Linked DNA regions of Mus musculus: regions 1 and 3 are each linked to region 2. The links are chromatin contacts, called in public HiChIP or PLAC-seq maps. All regions are on one chromosome and are shown on one strand. Each heading gives the region's core, a stretch centred on a gene start, on an enhancer-like site or on the middle of the called end of the contact. The rest is flanking DNA. Distances are from core to core; before and after follow the strand shown.

Region 1 (4,618 bases), core at 139-2,638, 580 kb after region 2:
ATAGCAAGTTTTCTCTTTTTACAAACATTAACACTGCTTTGATAGACCTCTGGAGTCTGTCCCCTTACTCTCTATGACAGTGTCTTTATCTTGGGGAAGTACATCTGAAACCAAGAATGGATGTTTTCATTGAACCAGTGCTACAGATGAACACAGGCTTCTGGAACATTCCTGTGAAATGTGTGGCAGTTGGTAATTTGCACATGAACATTAAAGAATCACCACACTGCCTGGAGGAGAATTTCAAACTCTGTCAGAAAAAGGTCAATTCTAACTGTTGCTGTCATATGGCCATGTTGAGCCAAGGGAATTTAAAAGAACTGGATCAGTCTCTGGTTAGAACCTATCTTATAGGACCAGGAGGGAAAAAATTAGCATCCTTAAAGAGGACTCCAGTGGAGTGAGGGAGACGTTTATTAAGTCACTCTTACTCAAAGGGAGACATTTTCACATTTTATGAAACTTTGGATCCCTTTAAGGTCTGATTAAATGGGGCATAAAACTTCCCGGGCCTGGGAGACCTGCCCTGGGATGGATTACTTCTCTTCCCATGTGGCTAGTCCAGGATCCAGATAGTTGATGTTCATGTTCATTTAATATTCCTTTGTCATTATAATAAGGGGAAATTCTTATTTTTTCTTTCAGAAATTTAAGGTTGTATCAAGAGCACAAGCCAATTACTTTATTCATAGTGCAAGGAGGAACACACACACACACACACACACACACACTGATTGAGAGGCCCCAACTCAACTCACAACTGGGATCTGGACACTTGATGGCTGTTTAAAGTGTAGTAGCCAGTGTCCTCTCTCCAACATGTCCCTGTGGCATACACGGTCCACCTTAGGAAGGGTTCAAGCCTCCCTGATCAGGACAGGTAAGTCCTCAGCAAGTGCTCTGCCCTTCCTGGGGGTCTCTCATATTTCCAGCGGGTTGTCTTTTCTTCATATTCAAGAGTGACTGAAGACTCCTGTGTCATGGGCACTGTGTTCCGTTCTTGAAGGGCACTGTCCATTGTACCATAGACAAAACATTGGCACAAAGCTCTCTCAAATTCTTGTGTGGTTCGCTTGCAGGTACTTTGAAAGGTCTGTATTCCGCCACAGGTGTATTCCACTAAAGCAGGACAGATTCCACACCATGTGTGCATGCTCTGCTCTTCTGGGTCTGTTTGCTGCCTCTCCGACTGCTCTGGTATCTTCAATGAGATCTTAAAACTACATGGAAGATTGAGCTGTGACACCAATGACCTCAGCGAGCATGGCTGCCGTGATGGTGGTCCTATGGGGAACATTTGCCAACAACTGAGTGACTCAGGCCTGGCTGCAGAGCCAAGGTCCTCCAATAGGCATGTGGGCTGGATGCCAGAGGAGACTTCGCTCAGGGACATGGCACATTTCTCATGGAATGGATTGCTGATTTCAACCAGCCACCTCAGCCCTGCTAACTGCTGACTTCTGACTTTCTCTAAATGAGAAACGTGAAGGCGTGTTTGTATGTTTTAGACAGGAGGGACAGTTGTGAGCATTTTTTCCATGGCTAACTTGCAACTCAGTCCTTCCTTTGCTTTGGGTTGCTTCATATCGAATGATGGCTTGAATGTGCTGGAGCCTTACTTAGGTTAGCGTACATTTATTCACACATAATGAAAAAGATCAATGTGAAGGAAATGAAGGGACACAGTATGGTCATTATACCTTTCATAATAAACACTGTGCGGCCAGCGTCTCATTTTGTGCTGTTTGCTTCCGTGAAATTAGCTAATCCCTGGAGCACAGCCTTATCAATATTAACAATTATTGGTTGTTTGTATCATTCCATTTCTACTTCATAGCTAGCCTCCCCTTTTAGTTTTTCTTATTATAGACTGAGGAATTGATTAATGAAACATAAAATGTGGAGTCAGCTCACAGCTACTTGAAACCATATCCACCTAAGTCTGTCTTTGGACCTCTTTGGTGAGGCAACTGTCATGTTAACCTGGTTAGATGGACTGCAGCTGCTCCTTGTGCAGGCTGTGGAGAGGTTTGGGTGATAAGAGGCTCCATTTCAGGGTCATTTGTCATGTTTCTTGATAAAGGCTAACAATAGTGCACTGTGGACTTCCCTGCTCTCTCCACCCAGCCCTCGTCGTAGACAGGGGAATGTGTCAGAGAAGTGAACCCGGTATTGTTTCATCCTTATTTAGTAAGTGAGTCGAGCTATGGATGGCTTGAGCCCTGCTTCTATTTGCAGCTACGTGTAGAGCCAACTTGCCTGTCCTGGCCTGGTGGATCTCCTTTTAGAGTGCAGGGGAATGCAGGACAGATTAGGAGAACGACCTCCGTCTCACTGCTGGACAGACTTTCTACTTGACAATCTGGCATTAGGCACTGGCTAGATATTTTTGGGAAGGGGCATGTGTTGCTTCTCTATCTCTTGTCAGTGAAGTGACACCGATTCTAGGAGAAGCTAACTCATGTGCTCTGAGGGGGTTATTTATAATATTTAGACCCATGACATCTGTGTAGAGAACTGTACCTTTTCCCAATATTGTTCACATTTTCTCCTACACAAAGAAAACATGATTTGGGGAATTATGAACAGTGTTTTAGCATTTCTTTTTGGGAGGCACTACATTAAAATTCTAAGAAGCCACACCCAAAACATCGAAGTCCCAACTAGGTCTATCACCTTTAAGCCAACCAGCATACTAGAAATAGTTAAATGAAGTATGTGCTTGCTTATGTGTCAGGAGTTTTTTTGACAAAATTGATGAATCCATACTGGTTTCACCTCCTTTTTGGACCACACCTTATCAGGTTGCAAGAAGATAAAATAAAATAAGAATAAAGTGAAAAGCCCAGAGCTAGTCTGAGAGCAGACACTGCACTGTTGCATACAGACTATTTGCTTTATGTGGAAAATAAAGCAAAATTAATTTTTAGGCTGGACGGCATAATGTAAGCCAGTGTGTGAATGGGACACTGCCAGTTTAAGGACAATGAATTCACATGGGTGATTAAGTTTTGTTCGTGTAGATGGTGGCAACATGTTAGACACAGCAAGAAGGCATGGAAGCAGTGCCTACGGTCTGTGGCCCCAAACAGGCCACTTCCATATGCTTGCTCATGCCGACAGCTTTTGCAGCCCGAGTCCCAACTCCTTCTCAGGCGCTTCCATATGGTACCCACAGATTGAGAGCTTGCCTTTTCTGAGACACTTGGAGACTCACTTGGTATTCTACGGCATTGGATGCTGTGAGCAGCCATTCTTGCTTTTATTGCAGAAAAAAAGATTATGGATATTAATTCATCCACTCTCTCCAAAGCAGATAATAATGGATCCTGACAGTCTTATATTTTGATTTTGTAGGGAGAAATTAGTTTCTTACATTGAAAGCTGATAAGAAAAAGGACCAGGCTCCCATCTCGGCTCTGAGATTCTTGGTGATGCTTGGGGGTCTAAGTGTGAAAGATACTGCTGCTCTTACCTACTCATCAGGTGATGAGTAGCTGGGAAAGAGGAACTCTGGGCTGGAATGTATCATATCAGGGTACTGTTCTCAAAGCTGACCTGGGTGTGCTACATTTATTGGAGATCTTGACTATGCAATTAGCAAAGCAAGCAGAGCATTTGTCTGGTGTGATGAGCAGTGTCAGTAGTGCTGGGGACATGTTTATGTGCTACTGGGCTTTTGTTTTCAGACTCTGAATAAACAGAGTGTCACCTTTCATTTGGCCAACTTAGTGGACAGTGGTCATTATTTCCATATCAGCAGAGAGAGGCTGACGTCATCTAAATGATAAATACAAGGATGAACAGCACAGAACACTTGCCACGGAGGACTTCCCTCTTAGGAAGGGATAAGTAGATTTCAAAGAAGCCTGTGTGCACTCTCAGGAATAAGAAATTCATGTAAAGAAGTTTGTCTCTTCCAATAAAAGCTTTAAAATACAGCCGGAACACCAACACATCGCTGAACATGTAACTTACAGAAGAAAGGAAACAGAACGCTAGAGAATTAGTCAACATGAAGTTGGTGAGTCCCAAGTACAAAAGCAAAATTTGAAAAAGAAGAAACTAAAAACAACAGCAAAGCTCCTCAGAGCTGCGCTCTTGTAGCTCAGGACTGGGAGGGAGGAAAGATAGACCTTAGCATCTCTTCTCAGCCAGCACTGGGTTCTCTCGACCTGTGGAAGCACAACTGTGTGGTGGCTGCCTCACCAGGGCAGCACTTCCTGGGTTAAAATAGACACACAGAGGAGGGGAAAAATAGACACACAGTCCAGGGGAAATGGTAATAAGGACTTGTGCTGACACACCATCTTAGAGGAGACACACCGAGGATGATGGTGAATTCAAACTTACAAAGAGAAGGCCTGGGACACTAATTCTCCCCTGTTGCCTACTGAAATAATTGAGGCCTCTGGGAGGAGACTGATGCCTGGGGCCATGCTAATTTCACCAAGTCCATTTCACACCTTCTGCCAATATCTACAAATAGTTCTATCTGTACTGTTGATGGCCCCAGAGCCAATTGACAGGCATGTATCCCTTTAGGGGTAAGAGACTCCCGGGTCTTAACAGATTTCAAGTTGGATATCACTTCATGGTTTTGGTTCATTTCAAAATA
Region 2 (4,196 bases), core at 392-2,891:
GAGAAGCTCAAATACGTTAAAAAGCTACACTTCATTATACTGGATCCACCATTTCTAGCATTTACCTATAAGAAAACCCTTTTATTCAAGACTACTATCAACATAAAGAATAATTTCCTAGGAATCACTAATGAACCAAATGAAGGATGATCGGTTTAAATGGACCTATGTTTTTCTTTCTCAGAAAGCTTTCAAAAGGAAGGGATATGTTTTTGAACCAACAATCCAGATTATATTGATTTGTACCGTCCACTGAAGCCAGCCACACACTTTTTACGACATTGGTTGTGCTTGCTGCCTGCTGAACTCCAGTCTTTGGGAGGGGTCTTTGGCTCCAGCGCGAAGGCAAGCCCCCAACACTTCCAGCAGGGGGCTCTGTCCCCCAGCACAGACTATGAAATGCTAGAAGACAGTTCAAGGTTAAGATGGCTACACAAATAACAAGCCAGTCACATAGCCTGGCCACTAGGACAGTGCAGCATAAATGTGTGGTCATGGTTCAGGAATGTTACCATGAGGATAATCTGTGACAAAATCTTATTATTAGGTCTTATCCTGTGCGCTATTTTATATCTAACCAAGCGAATCCAAAGGGGTGGGTGTGGTAATACACAAGGAAGCAAAGAGTATTTTTTATGAAATAACATCAAAAGATAGGCCTCACATTAAAAATACTGAGAGATTTAATGATTTTCCTAAATGGTTGATAACTCACAAGTGCCAGTTTTCCATTAAAGAAACTAATGTAGGAAAGAGAAAACGTGAGAGTAAAGTTAGAGGTAAATGGAAATGAATTAGTTCTCCTGAGATGACAGACTGAACTTTGCGAAACCGATTTCTACAATTAGGGTGATGGTGGTGGTTGGAGGAAGCTGTATTCTGGTAGACATGTGATCTAGATGACTTTTTCCTCAAATACTTTTATCTTCACCCCCCCACTCTTTCTCCCCTGCAAAATCAAAAGCCCTTTACTTACAGTTTGAATTGTAACTAAATAAAAATATTTGGTTCAGAGTTTGGGAGGCACCACTCTGAGCAAGAATGATTAGAAAGAAAGTAAGTAGCCATGCCAGCCCAAAGCTGCAAAGTAGAAAGTTCACACAGGCCGCTTCTCGTTCTTGCTTTATTTCAGAGGATGATAGCTTCTAGAAGGGGCTCACATCCCCACTGGGAGAGAGACTGCCACCAGACAGGTGCAAGTGGCTAATGAATGATGACATTTGCAAGAGAGTGGAACAACTTATTCCCTTCCCAGCCCTAAGAGGCTTTACGTGTAATGCACAAAACACAGGCGCGAGACGCAAGTCATGAGGGGAGGCTGTCAGGCGGGTGCCATTCCTCTATTGAAACACCATAACTCTGTCTATAAATAAAACAAATAGTCTACGCTCAAGTTTCCAGTTGATCCTGTGCTGAAGATTCTAAGAATGTGAATCGCTTTGTCCACACTAAATATCAACATTACGTGAAGATGCCATTGTCTCTTTCTTGGGTTGTATTTGTACTGACTTTTCATATTCTCGGAGTGAGCCCTGGGTGCTTGCCATGAACTACTAGCAGAGGTCAAGGGTGGAGAGAACACTGTGTAATGTAAGTACTCAGTCTCCTACAAGGGCAACATTCACTGGGGCTCATTCTCAGCCCCGCCTCTTCCCTGGGAATGTGATTTCAACAGAGGCCAGGAGAGGAACGTTCACTCCCGCAGGCATACCTCGCCCAAGCAAGGCCACATGGGAGCTATTTCTAGCAGCTAATTACGAGGCACTCAAATAACAACACTGGATAAAGGGGAGAGATAGCCACAGAGCTCATGTGAAGAGCATGCTTGCCACTTGCCAGTCCCTAGCTGGGCAAACCCAGCTTGGAGGTAGGGGTGCAGTAGAGGGAACGCGACCAAGCATAAGTCTTTCAAGTTTACAGCACCGTGGTAGTAACTGTGGGCTCAAAGCAAGCAACTGTTCCGCACAGTCAGTCCAGCTCACACATTGCAAATAGAAAGTGCTCTAAATATCAGCCCAACAGACATGCTGGCAAAATTTGAGGGCACACTTCAGGTGACTACATGTAGGACCCACCATTCCTGGCTCCGAGGTGGCAGAGTGACACAGCTCAAGGCTTCAGGGTGCGGAGCTACTGTGTCACGTGGGCAAATGGTTCTTGGAATCAGGTCCATACGCAGCTCAGAGAAGCCCAGAGGGGCCTAGGATGGGCAGATCCAAGCGACTAGACAGGTTTACACACTCCAGGTCCAGGGCACTTTGTTAAAACACAAAATAACGTGACTAAGTAAGGATTGTGCACTCAGTCTTGCTTGAACTCTGTCTCTCAGCATGAATTAGGATTTGTTTAAACATGTGGCTAAAGGCATTTGGGGGTTGTTAACCTCCTCCACGAGCAAAGTAATTGTGCATTTAAATTTTAAGACTCTTAAAAATAACCAGCCTGGTCTACAAAGTGAGTTCCAGGACAGCCAGGGCTATACAGAGAAACCCTCTCTCGAAAACCAAAAAATAAAAATAAAATTCCTGGGAACACTCTGCAAGAGTGTAGGGGTGTGACCATGAATTTTAGCTGTTTAACATAACTGAGACTTGTGTGCTCAGTGACATTTCGAAACCCACCCCATATTTTTACTCTTTCTTAGGCCTTGGAGTTTTGTTTGTGACTTCATTCTCCCCACCTCCGACCCCACTCCCCACCCCACTACTTCCTTTATTCTTATGGCTTTATCATTTCTGGCTCAGAACCTTCACAGTGAACACCTGGGACACACAGCAAAAGAAGTCTCTGGATCAAGAAAGGAAGGACAGAAGGGACAGGAAGAGGCCCCAGGGCCTTCTTTATATCCTAGACGGATTCTGTTTCCAGAAGTAACACACAGAAGCCCCAAGCCTCTGGAGCCGACATCATCTTTTCTCTTATTGCCATGCAAAAATGGAATTTCTTCTCAGGGCCCCAAGTCATAAGCCTCCGTGTGGCCATATGAACTTCAAAGCATTTAAATTTCTTATGGATTTTACATGATTAAATGTGTGCAGCCTACTGAATATTGCATACGAGAGTAAAGAAAGACATTCTACTGAGAGAAACATCCATGATGGTTTGGGGTACGCTATCAAGAAATTGGTTAGGGCAGTAAAGCCTGGACATGACGCTTTTTAAATTCTTTAGTTTATAATTTGGATCATGGTTGCTGCTGACATGGAAAAAATGCACAGGAATCTTTCTCTAAATTATGGGCATTTTAGTTATGTTAACCTGAAAAACTGTAAATTCCAACTTGGTTATTTATTATCCGTGCTACTGGACCTGTTCTGTCATTTCAGACAAAAGGTTGAAGGTAAATAATTCTGTCACTTTTATCTTTGTGCCTCTGGGGCTGTCCTTGACTCTTAAATACACTGTGTGCTAGGGGGGGAGGGGTGCAGGATTGCAAAGGTCCTGAGCATGCCCAAACCACACATCCCGTTTTCAATCTGAGTACACTGCAAATACAGGATCAACAGTTTGGTGACTCTCAACAATTTTAGAACAATTTGATCCAAGTATAAACCTGTCAAAAGCTTGGAAGATGTTCTAATCATCTATGTGCCACAAGAAAAAGAAAAAGGTGGCCACAAAAAAAAAAAAAAAGGATTAAAATAAACTTTAAAAACAAACAAAAACAAAAACAAACAAACAAGAACAGTTAACTAGTTAAGTGCCATAGAATTAGTGGTTAATAAAATGTCAAAAAAATATTGTTGGAAGGAACAAACCAAAAACCGAAACAGCTAAAAATGAATTTGTGAAGAAGAAAGTCAAAACTAGATAATTAGATAGACCTGGTTGGAAACTCTTCCTACCACACTTCCTCATTATTTTAGCTGCAGGGTAGATCAGTAGTAAAACTGCACCATTCCAGGCAAGGACCCAACTGTCAAAAATGAAACAGGGACCAAAGGATTGAATTATACCCGCTTTACTCTAGAGTGGTCCAATAGCCTGAGAAAATCGTAAGGGAAACCACAAGCACTGGTGGACAAGTGAGTGATTGGCGTGTCGCTTCACTTCCAAGTGGTCAGCAGTGGAAGCCTTTGGGAAGGACAGGCACTGAGAGGGACGCGCTCTGGAAACAGACTCTTCAGGCTTTCAGCCTCTGAACGTGGACACGAGGGGTACATCTGCTTGACTCTTCTCCTGCCTCTGGCTGCTCA
Region 3 (4,283 bases), core at 889-3,388, 520 kb after region 2:
TTGGATGTCATACTGAGAGAAAAATATAGGTGAAATTACTAGTTTATCCCTGTCTGGAATGAACATACCGATAGAGGCTACAGTCAGGGGAAGGGGCAGAGTGAAGGCTTTTGAGGTGAGAACTGATCTCTCTATGATCTAGTGAGCAGATGCATCAAGAAAGATGCAGAGCATTACGAATTCTCTACATCTGCTGAGCACTTGCTGCCTCAGGATGGAGTCACGACAGCAAGAGCACAGGGCCTCTTAGGCAGCAAAGGTCTTGTGAAACAATAGCTGTATGAGCCAAAGACTACTCTCTCTTCCCTCCAAGGAAAGGAGAAGCCATGTCCAGGCGGGTTGGACAATCAAAGTGACGTAAGCCGTAGGTGATGGTATGGTACTGAAAGGGGGGGATAGAGCAGGACCCTGTTATGTGTGAGAAGGAAGAAAGAGGGGTGTCACTTGTCACCACAGGAGGGCTGGAAGGGTGCAGAACACTGCCTCCCCAGTACAGCGGGGTGTCAGCCCCATAGAGTAGGCGCCTTGACTCCAGGGAGGCGCCAGGTGAGGAAGGCAGCCAGCAGGTACTGGACTCGATGCCAGCAGGTACTGGATTCGATGCAGCTGGATTGCCCAGCATCTCCCATGGGGGGCACCAGCACATGGCATCATGCCTGTGAGAGGGGTGGTCATGCTCGCTTTCCTTCATCATGAGCAGGATGACAAAGTCAGGGGTCTCAAGCACTTTTTTTCAGTGCTGAGGATCCATGGTCAACCCGTGGGGAACTGCAACGTTAGTTTCACATTTAATCTTCTCATCCTTATGAGAACTTATTAGGGTTTATGTGTCTTACTCACAGATGAGGGACGTCTGGGGCTTTTGGTGTAAATGGGGGAGATTGTGGCTGCTTGGCGAGGCTTGCCTAGAGGATCAGGCGGGAAGCTGAGAAGTAGGGACCTTCTAAGGGGGCATACTGGCCTTTCAACAGCTTTCAAAACAGACACAGAAGGCCACAGGAAAGTCACAAGTGTTGGTGACCTTTCTGAATCACATTCAAGCTTTCCAGTCTTCATGAAGATGGGGAGGCCATGGTCTTCCTATGAGATGCTCAGCAGGACACTCCCATGCTATGCGTAATCTCCAGGTGGAAGGAGAAGGCCAAACAACCACTGAACAATCTCTCCTTTTCCAAAGGGAAAAGTTTGATTATCCCAGTGACTTTGTTAGCAGCCTTTGCTCCAGAAAACTTAGATCTGCATGGAGCTTGTAATTAATATTTAAGTTTAGCTTGATTAAATTTCTCTCGGAGATACTTGGTCATTTCTTGTCATCTTGATAAAGACTAACACAAATGCTTTTTTTGTTTGGAAGAACTTACAGAAGCCTACTCGGGAATGTTGCAAAGTTGCTGGGATAATTTTAGCTGCCTGTGGACTGTCTAGGTGAGCCTGCATGGCAAAGGTTAGCACCACCTTCCGTTTCAACACAACACCACAACACAACCACCACTTCTTAGTCTTGTGGTTTTGTTTTCTTTTCTGTAACTGAGGCTTTCTAAAAGATGCTATTCTCAAATCAAGTAGTAGTCTGAGTTCTCCAAAATTTGATTTCACATGTTATGGTCCTTACAACTTTTGTCTAGTGCTGGACAAAGAGCTTCATTGCTAAAGTCCATCCTTCCAAGCATGAGGGCCAAAGCATCCTCCCAACCTGCCCCATCCAGAACCCACTCAAAAGAGCCAGGTATGGTGGCATGCTCTTGCAGTTCCGACCTTGAGGAGACAGAGATATAGGTGGATCCCTGAGGCTCATCAGGCAGCTGAGCCTGCTTTGTGAGCCCCAGGCATGTGAGAGACCCTGTCCCTAAAAGAATAAAAAGCAAAAAAGTAGATGGCACCTTTGGAATGGAACTGGGTGGTTGTTCTTGGGTTTCCGTGTGTGTGTGTGTGTGTGTGTGTGTGTGTGAGAGAGAGAGAGAGAGAGAGAGAGAGAGAGCACGTGTGCACCCACATGTGCACACACAGACAAATAAATGTAGAAGAAGCGTTCATTTACATAATGATCTCAGCTCCCAAGCCATCTTGTACCCTGTATAAGGGTGCCGTGTGAGGGAATCTGCAGGTGACAGCCTGCCTCCAGGCACAAAGCCCAGAGCTAAAGACTTGTATGGTGTGATGCACGATTTGTTCTACTTTAAAAAATTAAATAAATGCTCTCCGTGATTGTGCTGGCACGAAGAAGCCGTGTTGTGCTGCCCCAGTCTTTCTATAGGTTAGGCTTTGCTTGGATATGCGGGCTACATCTCAGCTTGCCTGAAAGATCTACTCTTTGAAAGTTCTGAAATGAATTTATGAGTACAGAATTTGAATAGATTTCCAAGCCATTAGCCAGAAATTTTATAGAGTGGGAATAGTTCTCATCAAATGAGCTCAATTAATGCAAAAAAATTATATATTTAATGAACAAATCAAAGCAATCTGCTGTGCTAAACTGAGCTAAGTGCTGTAAACGGGACAGAGCTAACACCCTCTAGCCATTCCTAAGTGTCTCAGTTAAAAATAACCTTGAACTATCTTTCAAAGCTCTGGCGATCAACTTTTATCAGCTTTCACGTAGGTAAGTTAAATGTGGCAAGGGACATTCACCAAGTGTCTGGGGCTTGCATAGCAACGGACTCACCAGTGTCCAAAGTTTTGATTGGACTCACCAGTGTCTGCAGCTCTGCTGAGTCTAATCAAAACTTCTTGAGGACATGCATGCATACAGACACACAGAGACAGACAGACAGACAGACAGACAGACAGACAGACAGACACACATACACACACACACACACACACACAGAGAGAGAGAGAGAGAGAGAGAGAGAGAGAGACTGTAAAGGAAAATTAATATGTGACCATTTAATTTGCCAGAGCAAAGTTGGATTTGCACAAGAATGGACACCAGAGCTTGTTGGAAGTGCTGATAAGTGGAACATGCTGACGTGTGAGACTTTTGAAAAAAGAATGTTTGTTTGCCTGGCTTACATTTTTATCTCCTGAAATTCTTGAGTTTAGCATACCCGGTTGCTTTTTTTTCTGAATCAGGACTCTGTCCAGATGAGTGGGGACAGAGACAGCACAGTAACAAAACGATGGTTTGGGGGACAGTCAAGAGGATGCAGGCCGACTTGCTGTTGACCCTGCATAGCCTGCTACCAATTCGCTCTGACAGAAACAGCCTTGATGCTATATCCACAGGATGGAGGCAGTGAGGAGTAAGAGTCTGCAGGTTGTGTCTTTAGCGCTATCAAAGCCCATTGAAACATGTTGGTCATTATAACTGCATGCACACTACTCCTTCATCACGGCAGATTATCCATAATGTAACTTTCCTCTTGAATGGGCAGGGAGAGACCCCAGTGAGCACTGTGTAGTCTACATTTTACCCTAGTGTTTGATAAAAGAGGCTCATTCTACCACTTCAGAGGGTCACAGTGATGTTAAAACATGGCGTTGGATCATGATGGAGTCAAGAGCAGTGGGGTCAGGACATGTGTGATCACCTACAGGACACACTGTCACTAAGCTGCAGATTGTCTGCAGCCCAGGTAGTCATGGTCCCTGACGGGAGGATTTCACGTGTCAATAGTTTCTAGCTTAAGCTTATACTCAGTAATTTCCTCCTCTTCCTCCAGACCCTCGGCAGTCCTGGTGTCTAAGTGAATGACCTTGTTTTCCCACTGTGGCAGGCAGGATTGGGTAGATGAAAGTCAATAGTTCTGTGCTGTGCCATCACTAAGTCTTGACTTTTCGAATCTCAGGAACATGTTTTGCTATTGTTATTTCCTCTATTGCTGCTTCTCTCTGAGAGTTGCCATTCTAGCAAATCAACTGGAAAATGTGGAGTTTCCTTTCATCATGACCATGATGTGGGGGCCTCAAATTATTCAGATAGCATCTTGTGGCATTCCTGTGGGGGCTTAGTGCCTGCAAAACGATTCCCTTCTTTATTGTTTTTGAGGAGAGATAGCTAAGTGGCTGTTAATAGTCATACTGTAAATCTAATTTTATGTAAGACAATGAGATGGGTTGGGGAAGACGGACCTTGCCTGATGTGGACAACAAGAGGGAGAGATGTCCAGATGGGGAGGGTATGAGCCTGAGTCTCTGTCCCATCTCTGAGATAAGGTCAACTTGAGAAGATACAATCCCACTTCATATAGCACCATTAAGATCTCTGCCTGTACACGGATTGCTACTTTGACCTGGGTGTCTGAACCAACTCTTCCGTCATGCCTAGAGTCACTTGCAGAGCA

What was found. HiChIP or PLAC-seq counts read pairs in DNA pulled down with a chosen protein or histone mark.
Region 1: a contact with region 2 is called in an H3K27ac HiChIP or PLAC-seq map of cardiomyocytes, with 5 times the contacts expected there. The contact joins two enhancer-like sites. A contact is called at or near these places in 2 of 484 Hi-C or Micro-C datasets (bone marrow-derived macrophages and cardiomyocytes) and 4 of 115 datasets of contacts at active chromatin or transcription factors (cardiomyocytes, extraembryonic endoderm stem cells, heart atrium and 1 more).
Region 3: a contact with region 2 is called in an H3K27ac HiChIP or PLAC-seq map of heart atrium, with 6 read pairs. The contact joins two enhancer-like sites. A contact is called at or near these places in 2 of 115 datasets of contacts at active chromatin or transcription factors (embryonic stem cells and heart atrium) and 1 of 9 other capture datasets (embryonic stem cells).

What each region holds. Positions count from the first base shown.
Region 1 is chr17:10,472,028-10,476,645 of GRCm38.p6, forward strand. All of the region lies in intron 4 of Pacrg (PARK2 co-regulated), which reads right to left. The region is part of intron 1 of A230009B12Rik (RIKEN cDNA A230009B12 gene); the gene reads left to right. Among named protein-coding and RNA genes, the nearest start is that of A230009B12Rik, 18 kb to the left of the region's middle. Within about 2 kb of position 1,389, at least 15 of the 459 cell types and tissues checked have an H3K27ac peak or open chromatin away from gene starts, as enhancers often do. A contact at or near this core is called in cardiomyocytes and heart atrium, where this site is marked.
Region 2 is chr17:9,893,755-9,897,950 of GRCm38.p6, forward strand. The region is part of intron 1 of Gm34799 (a long non-coding RNA gene); the gene reads right to left. Among named protein-coding and RNA genes, the nearest start is that of Gm34799, 11 kb to the right of the region's middle. Within about 2 kb of position 1,642, at least 62 of the 459 cell types and tissues checked have an H3K27ac peak or open chromatin away from gene starts, as enhancers often do. A contact at or near this core is called in cardiomyocytes and heart atrium, where this site is marked.
Region 3 is chr17:10,411,958-10,416,240 of GRCm38.p6, forward strand. All of the region lies in intron 4 of Pacrg (PARK2 co-regulated), which reads right to left. Among named protein-coding and RNA genes, the nearest start is that of A230009B12Rik, 42 kb to the right of the region's middle. Within about 2 kb of position 2,139, at least 7 of the 459 cell types and tissues checked have an H3K27ac peak or open chromatin away from gene starts, as enhancers often do. A contact at or near this core is called in heart atrium, where this site is marked.